Regions from separate parts of the Mus musculus genome. Here region 2 is linked to region 1. The links are chromatin contacts, called in public Hi-C maps. All regions are on one chromosome and are shown on one strand. The core of a region is the stretch at or near the end of the contact, and the rest is flanking DNA. Distances in the headings are between cores, read along the strand shown.

Region 1 (3,274 bases), core at 293-2,792:
TCTGGGGAGAGGCAAATGTCTTCCGAAGCTCGGGTTGATCTTTTTTTCTTTGTATGAAGCTACAGCTCTATATTTTCCATTGTTAATTCTGTACCAGCACAGAGCTCAGTGCTGGTAGGATTTTGGGCTTGTCGTTTCTATGACGTCACCGGATTTCCTATTTCGTAAATATTCATCCGTCCTCACCTGCCTAAAGGCAATCTAGAAATGCTCAGAGGTTGTCTTGCTGCTGATTGGTTGTAATAAAGATCTGACAGCCAATAGCTGTGGCAAGAATTAGGGAGACTTTCTGATGGAGGCACTGTGGCAGGGCCACTGTGAAAGGAGGGAGCCACAGACTGCCAAATAAGGCCAGGGGGCCAAGTTCATTACCCAAACCCTAAATCACAAAATTAGTCATGAAATAATCTTTGCTTTGTCTTTCTCTTTCCCCCTCTTTGTTAACAGCTCTTTACCTCACCAAGTTGCTTATGGCTGTGATCTTTATTACAGCAGTATGGATCTAACCCAGACACTGAGTAAATGCTATCAGCTGCCTCAGGACTCTGCAGATTCATACCCATGCCCAGGCCTTCAACCTTGAGTTTACACCTTCAAGAACTGTAGGAAAGAAATGCATTTCCTTTATAAAATTTTCTACTCTTAGGTATTTTGCTATAACAATGGGTTAGTGAGGGTGTTACCAGAATGGCCTCAGCTCACACAGGTGTCCACAAGTTCATTTCCTGCCCAGCCCAGGGAAGATTGGTATTTCTGACTGCTCCCTAGGTGTCAGAGGAGAGCTAGGGGGTGGGGGTGGGGGGGACAGAAGGATTTGTCAAAGTGGACTCTGTTCTCATTTGCTCTTTGTTACTGTGATAAAACATTGGCCAAAATAGCTTGGGAAGGAAAGGGTTTATTTATTTCAACTTGCACTTCATTTTAAAAGTCTATTACTGAGGAAAGTCAGGACATGAGCTCATGGCAGGAGCTTGTAGGCAGTAACTAAGCAGAAAGCATAGAGGGATGCTGCTTAGTGGCTTGTTCCCAGGCTTACTTTCAGCTTTCTTTCATAGCTGCCTAGGGATGGTACCACCCATAGTGGGCCCTCCTACATCATCAATCAAGACAGTGTTCCACAGACAAGCCCATAGGCAAGCGTTCAGTTAAGATTCCCTCTCCCCTGTGGCTCCAGGTTTGTGTCAAGCTGACGGCTAAAGCTATGACAGGCTCCCTGTGAGATTCAGGCTCAGCATCCATCCAATGCTGAGATGAATATCCTGAAGCTCTGCTAGAATGTTTCCAATGTGCTTTTGTGGTTGTGATTTCTCTGGGAAAAGTTCCTTCAGCTGTCATCCAGTCGATGAGTCTGAGGTTTTTAAGTCATTCCCTGGGAAGAGAAAATTTCTCTGTTTGGTCAAGGATGCTGTCACATTTGTCTTACTTTGGCAGCTGTCAGATATTTGTGAGGGCATGTGGAAAATCAGAGGCATAAGCCCTTGGGTGAAGCCTGGTGGTCCACCTCCTCTCTGACAGCTCATTCTTCTGGATACGACTCTACTCAGGGCCTGGCTGCCGTTTCTTGCATCTGAACCAATGGCTGGGAGGCTCAGATTCTCTCTCTTACTAACCCCTTACTCAACGTCCCCACCACAGGGAACCCTAGGCCTCTCCGTTTTCACAATGTTGGTATGAACATAGCAATAACAGTATGTTTGCTAACCTCAGACCCTGCAAAGTCTTCCTCCTGGGGTCCTTTGCTGTCTTGTGTGCTCCAGCTTGCTGCCACTAGAGGCTGCTGTGGTCAGGGGTATAGAGTCCAAGGCAGAGCTGCTTACAAAGAGAGGAAGAGAGAAAGACAAAGCAAAGATTATTTCATGACTAATTGTGTGATTTAGGATCTAGGTAATGTACTTGGCTCCACACCTCATTTGGCAGACCGTGGCTTCCTTCCTCCGCAGTGGCCCTGCCACCGAGGCTCCATCAGAATGTCTCCCCAGTCTGACCTATTGGCCTTGTGTTGGTAGGTACAGGCGGCTGTGTGTAGCTGATGCAAGCTGTTCTCTGTGCTTCATCTCTAAACCACGACTCAGGGGGATTCTTCCTTTGAGGGGACTTTTCCAAGGATGCCGATGGGAAACTGATTCTGAGTGATGACTTTTGCGTAACAAGCATGGGAGAGAGCAAAGGAGAGTTGGGGGCTAGGCGTGGTCAGTATGTTTCTGATTCTGTAGTTCTCCATCAGGCTAAGATTAAGATAAAGGACTTGTGTAACCTATCTGAGCATTCATTTAGTACCTATTGTATGCAGGAAGTGTTGTTCCAGTTCAGTACTACTCTGGAAGCTCTCTTTGGAAAAGCAGGATGGAGATTTGGATGGGGAACTAGGGAAGAGTTGAGGGGTTTTGAAAGCATGGTTAAGAATAGCTAGGAAAGCAAGAAAACTTGTAAATTGGAGCTATTTAATATATCAGGAAATAGAACCTGGATGGGGCAACAGTGGATTCAACATGCAAGGCTTTCTTTATTCCCTGTGATTTAAAGACATGGCAGTGGAAAATGGGTCCCTGCTGAAGTCTGATTTCCCCATGTTGCTGAGCGGCCACAGTATTCTTATTGTCATTCACATCTTGGGCAGTATTTACTTAGAATGATCAATTCATCACGAAGGACATACACCAGTGCTTATCAAATGAGATCTTTGCATTCTGAAAAGACCTAAAAACAAAAAATCCAAACCAAACCAAACCAAACCAAACCAAACCAAACCAAACCAAACCAAAATCACTCTTTCTGGTTGAAAATGGATTCCAAAGGAGCAGCATTAATTACAGGGTCCCTGGGCCAATGACTTCAGTATATACTTTGGGCGCACCTACAATTTAGCCCTTTACGGTCCTTCGGTGGGTCTGTGATTTTTGTGAGGCAAAATCCAGGCAGGACTTTTGCCCACACTGTCTTTGGTTCTCCCCTAGGAGCAGAAAACTCTACAGGAGAAGATAAATAACTTGGAACTATAGTTCCTAGATCCTTGTGCAAACAGGAAGCCTTTGGCGTTTGTCTTGTGGTCTCCCTGCCGTGGTGTCTTGCCCCATGCCATGGGCCTCCCCATGCCCCATGCCCCATCTCCCATCCTCCATCTTCCCCAACCCCGCCCCCGTTTTCAAGACAGAGTGTTGAGGGATGAGTAGTCTAGAGAAGGCTTCCACTAATGCCCAAGCATATGGAAGCCTCTCATGGTCTACCCTCTGAGCATCAGGACCAACATGCAAGGGGCTGGACCTCTATTTGACAT
Region 2 (3,439 bases), core at 330-2,829, 110 kb before region 1:
CGGCTCATGTTACTCCAGTTTTAAGTGATCTGATGCCCTCTTCTGGCCTCTGCAGGCACCGGGCATGCATGTGATAAACAGATATACATGCAGGTGAAACATTCATACACCTAAAATAAAAACAAATACATCTGAGAGAGAGAGAAAGAGAAAGGGAGGGTGGCGTTCTGCTCCCCACAGTACACTGAGAGTAAGGGACATTCCTAGAGACAAAACGTTAATTGACCCCCAACCTTCATCTTCCCTTATTCTTCCTATTTAACTGGACACTGGGATAGCTACTGTCTAAAATATGTTCTTTATAAAAGTCTTCCCAGTAGCTATGGCTCATGGAATGGAATGGGGAAGTCCAGTAAAAGTTCTGGGTTGGAGCCAGTACAGAAAGAATGTTGATCTTGTAGACACCGTCTTACCTCTGGCTTTACTTCTGGCCACTTTCCACTTTCTGGCGGCACCAAATGACCACAAGCTCCAGGACCATGGCCTACCAAGTTCAGAAATTCTCAGTCAAGGTTTCAAAGTAGGGTATTTTCTCATTGGGTTAGCTCAGTCATATGCTCATCTCTGAACCAAGCATGTTAAGCTATTAGAAGTTGGATTTGCCAGGCCCAGTCACTCCTGTGTGGGAGGACAGGATCAGCTCCAAGTCACATGGACTGAATGGAGGGGTTCCCTCTCTAGAATCGCGAGGCTTTTGCTATGAGCAGGCTATGGATGCCGGCAGGCCCCTCAAGGGTGTTGGCAGATATTGAAATAGAAAAAGAAATGATTTTCAACTTCTAGGCAGAAGATCTCTAGGGGAAAAAATGTGTCAACGCATTTTTATTTGTTTTCAAATTGTGATCACCAAGTTCCTCAAAATTCCACAAGAAAAATGAATCCAGTAAGCTAATAGTCTCGCATAGTTTTTCACAGTAGGATAGAGCTGCCTTTAAATGATACCCTGCCTGGGGGTTTTGATCTCTGGAGACACGAAGTAAGCAGTAAACAAGTCAGCAGGCAGTTCCAGAGCAGTGCCAGGAGGTGTCGACAAAGAGCTGAGCTGAGCTTCCATAGAGCTCGCTTGCCCAGCGGACTTGCTGCAGATTCCCTAGAGCGGCAGCAAACAAACATTTACTTAGATAAGAAGGATGGGGTCGGAAGAACGTTCAGTGCAGAAGGAACAGTTTTGCCTGAGGGCGATGCGATCTCAGAACCGAAGAACACGGTCTACACCGAAGGCGGGGAAATGTTCTCATCTTCTTCCGCCCGGAGGCGTCTCCAGTGACACCTGTTTCTTTTTGTGGGGTATTTTTTGACTGTAAATCCTCATTCTCTCTCTCTCAATAGCTATTTTCCCTGTTACTTTTTTTTTTTTCTTCAATCTTTTATCCCCTTTCGTTACTTTCGGAGTCCCAAAGAGCAATCGAAGGGCCCTTCTAAGTGCCATCCTATCCGGCTTCTTCCAAGTCCAGAGTTGTTAATAGAAAATATCTGTCCCTCCCAGACCTATTTTGTGGCAATGGCCTTTGTACCAGAACGCCCTCCCCAAACAGCCATCATCCTTCAGGAGGGTCCTCATGTTTTACTCAAGCTGGCCAGCAGATGGCAGGTTCTTCCTAGTAATGCAGGAAGGCTCCGTAGACTCAAAACTGCAGTGATCTACACGGAATCCGGACAGAAAAACGCAGATCCCTGAGTCAGAGGATGGGAAAGAGGCTACTGCCACCGATCCACAGGACTCCACCTACCTCCCCAGCCCCGATCTCTTCCATCAATCTCTATTTCTGGGATTATTTTCAAAGTCAGCAGCAGCTAAATCACTCAGAGCAAATTTATTAAAGCCACTCTGCAGTGGCTGGTTTCAAACTCACTATGTGGTCCAAGCTGGCCTTGAACTTGTAGCTCCAGTTCTAACCTTTCATGTGGCTGGGTATATGTATGGGCCACTATGACTAACAGACAGTTCTCAGAACAAAAGCAGTTTCCACCTATGTGATACTCTGGTGCCAACTCTTCAGACTGTCAAATTCTTACATAGGGCTGGTGGCAAGAGCCTTTACTCACAGCACTTAGGAGGCAAAGGCAGGCAGATCTCTGAGTTTGAGGCTAGCCTGGTCTACAGAGTTCTAGGTCAGCGGGGGCTTGCCAGAAACAAAACAAAACAAAACAAAACTGACGTCCTAACACATTTTATACACATCCCCTTGTCTCATCTAGATAATTTGTGTTAGAAGCAACCTTACAGATTACCAGTCTGAGAGCTGACCTGTCTGTCGTCCATGTGCCTGTGGGCTAGAACAGAAAAAAATGTCATTATTTTTACTAATGGAAATTTAGCATTTTCCCTTTATCATAATGGAGGTAATCAAATACATCATATCCACGACCTTCACGAGGATGGCGGCATCAATGGGCGTTCTCAAATCTCATTTGGTTGCCCCAGTTTTCACAAACCTCACGTGTATTGATGCTTTGGACTCTTGGTGGTCATTAGACCTCCTTCTAGATTATGTTACTTAGAGCGTCAACACAGTAGATTATGTTTCATAATATCCTGCCTTGTTTTTAACATAGCACTCTTTTAGTTTAATTGGTTATCTGTAATTCTACATATCGTGTCTTGGACATTAAAAAAAAGGTTTTGAAAATACACTGGAGAATCAAAGAGGCCCACGGCATGGGAACAGATTAATAACAACATTTATCTGATATAAATAAATAACATTTATTCTGATAGAGGGATCCTCACTCTGGCAGGAGGGGTGTCTGGCTCAGAACCCCATCACTGGCTTTGAACAGACTTGTCTGCACTTTGATCTAAGACAGAAGAAGAAAGGACCAGAGGGACAGGCAAACATCCAATATGGGGGATGTAGCTCTAAGGACCCATGTCCTGCTCCAAGCTTCTTATTCTGTGTCAGCCACCCCTTGTGTCTGTAGCTGGGGGTTGGGCTGGGTGAGGTGAGGTGAGTGTCAGTCAGGGTTCCCTTCTCCAAGGCTAAATAAATAAATAAATAAATAAAGCCAGCCCCCAACTCTGCTCCATGGAGTACATTTTCCAGGGGGCTGCTTAGCCTGCTACTGGGAATTTGCAGACACTGGTCCAGGACCTGGCCTTTTTATGGATAGCGTATCTAGCAGTTGACAAATCTTTTACTTCAGCCATCTTTGGGTTTAGTATTTTTTTAATATTTATTTATTTATTTATTTATTTATTTATTATATGTAAGTACACTGTAGCTGTCTTCAGACACTCCAGAAGAGGGCGTCAGATCTCATTACAGATGGTTGTGAGCCACCATGTGGTTGCTGGGACTTGAACTCAGGACCTTAGCAAGAGCAGTCGATGCTCTTAACCGCTGAGCCATCTCACCAGCCCTGGGTTTAGTATCTTTAGATTAGCAGTATACATTTAGAATTTTTAAAAAAAAATGCTGTGTGTTTTGCACATGGTACC

Evidence for each region. Hi-C and Micro-C count contacts between places; a contact is called where the count stands out from the background.
Region 2: a contact with region 1 is called in a Hi-C map of cerebral cortex, with 4 times the contacts expected there. The contact joins two enhancer-like sites. A contact is called at or near these places in 9 of 39 promoter capture datasets (the 3T3-L1 cell line, the HPC-7 cell line, embryonic stem cells and 4 more), 1 of 15 datasets of contacts at CTCF or cohesin (CD8 T cells), 39 of 484 Hi-C or Micro-C datasets (the G1E-ER4 cell line, LSK cells, the N1E-115 cell line and 22 more), 3 of 115 datasets of contacts at active chromatin or transcription factors (astrocytes, embryonic midbrain and embryonic stem cells) and 2 of 9 other capture datasets (adipose tissue and pancreatic islet).

Annotation. Positions count from the first base shown.
Region 1 is chr8:86,474,524-86,477,797 of GRCm38.p6, reverse strand. No RefSeq gene overlaps it. Among named protein-coding and RNA genes, the nearest start is that of Abcc12, 90 kb to the left of the region's middle. Within about 2 kb of position 1,542, at least 34 of the 459 cell types and tissues checked have an H3K27ac peak or open chromatin away from gene starts, as enhancers often do. A contact at or near this core is called in cerebellar granule neurons, cerebellum, cerebral cortex and 6 more, where this site is marked.
Region 2 is chr8:86,583,436-86,586,874 of GRCm38.p6, reverse strand. No RefSeq gene overlaps it. Among named protein-coding and RNA genes, the nearest start is that of Abcc12, 19 kb to the right of the region's middle. Within about 2 kb of position 1,579, at least 93 of the 459 cell types and tissues checked have an H3K27ac peak or open chromatin away from gene starts, as enhancers often do. A contact at or near this core is called in cerebellar granule neurons, cerebellum, cerebral cortex and 6 more, where this site is marked.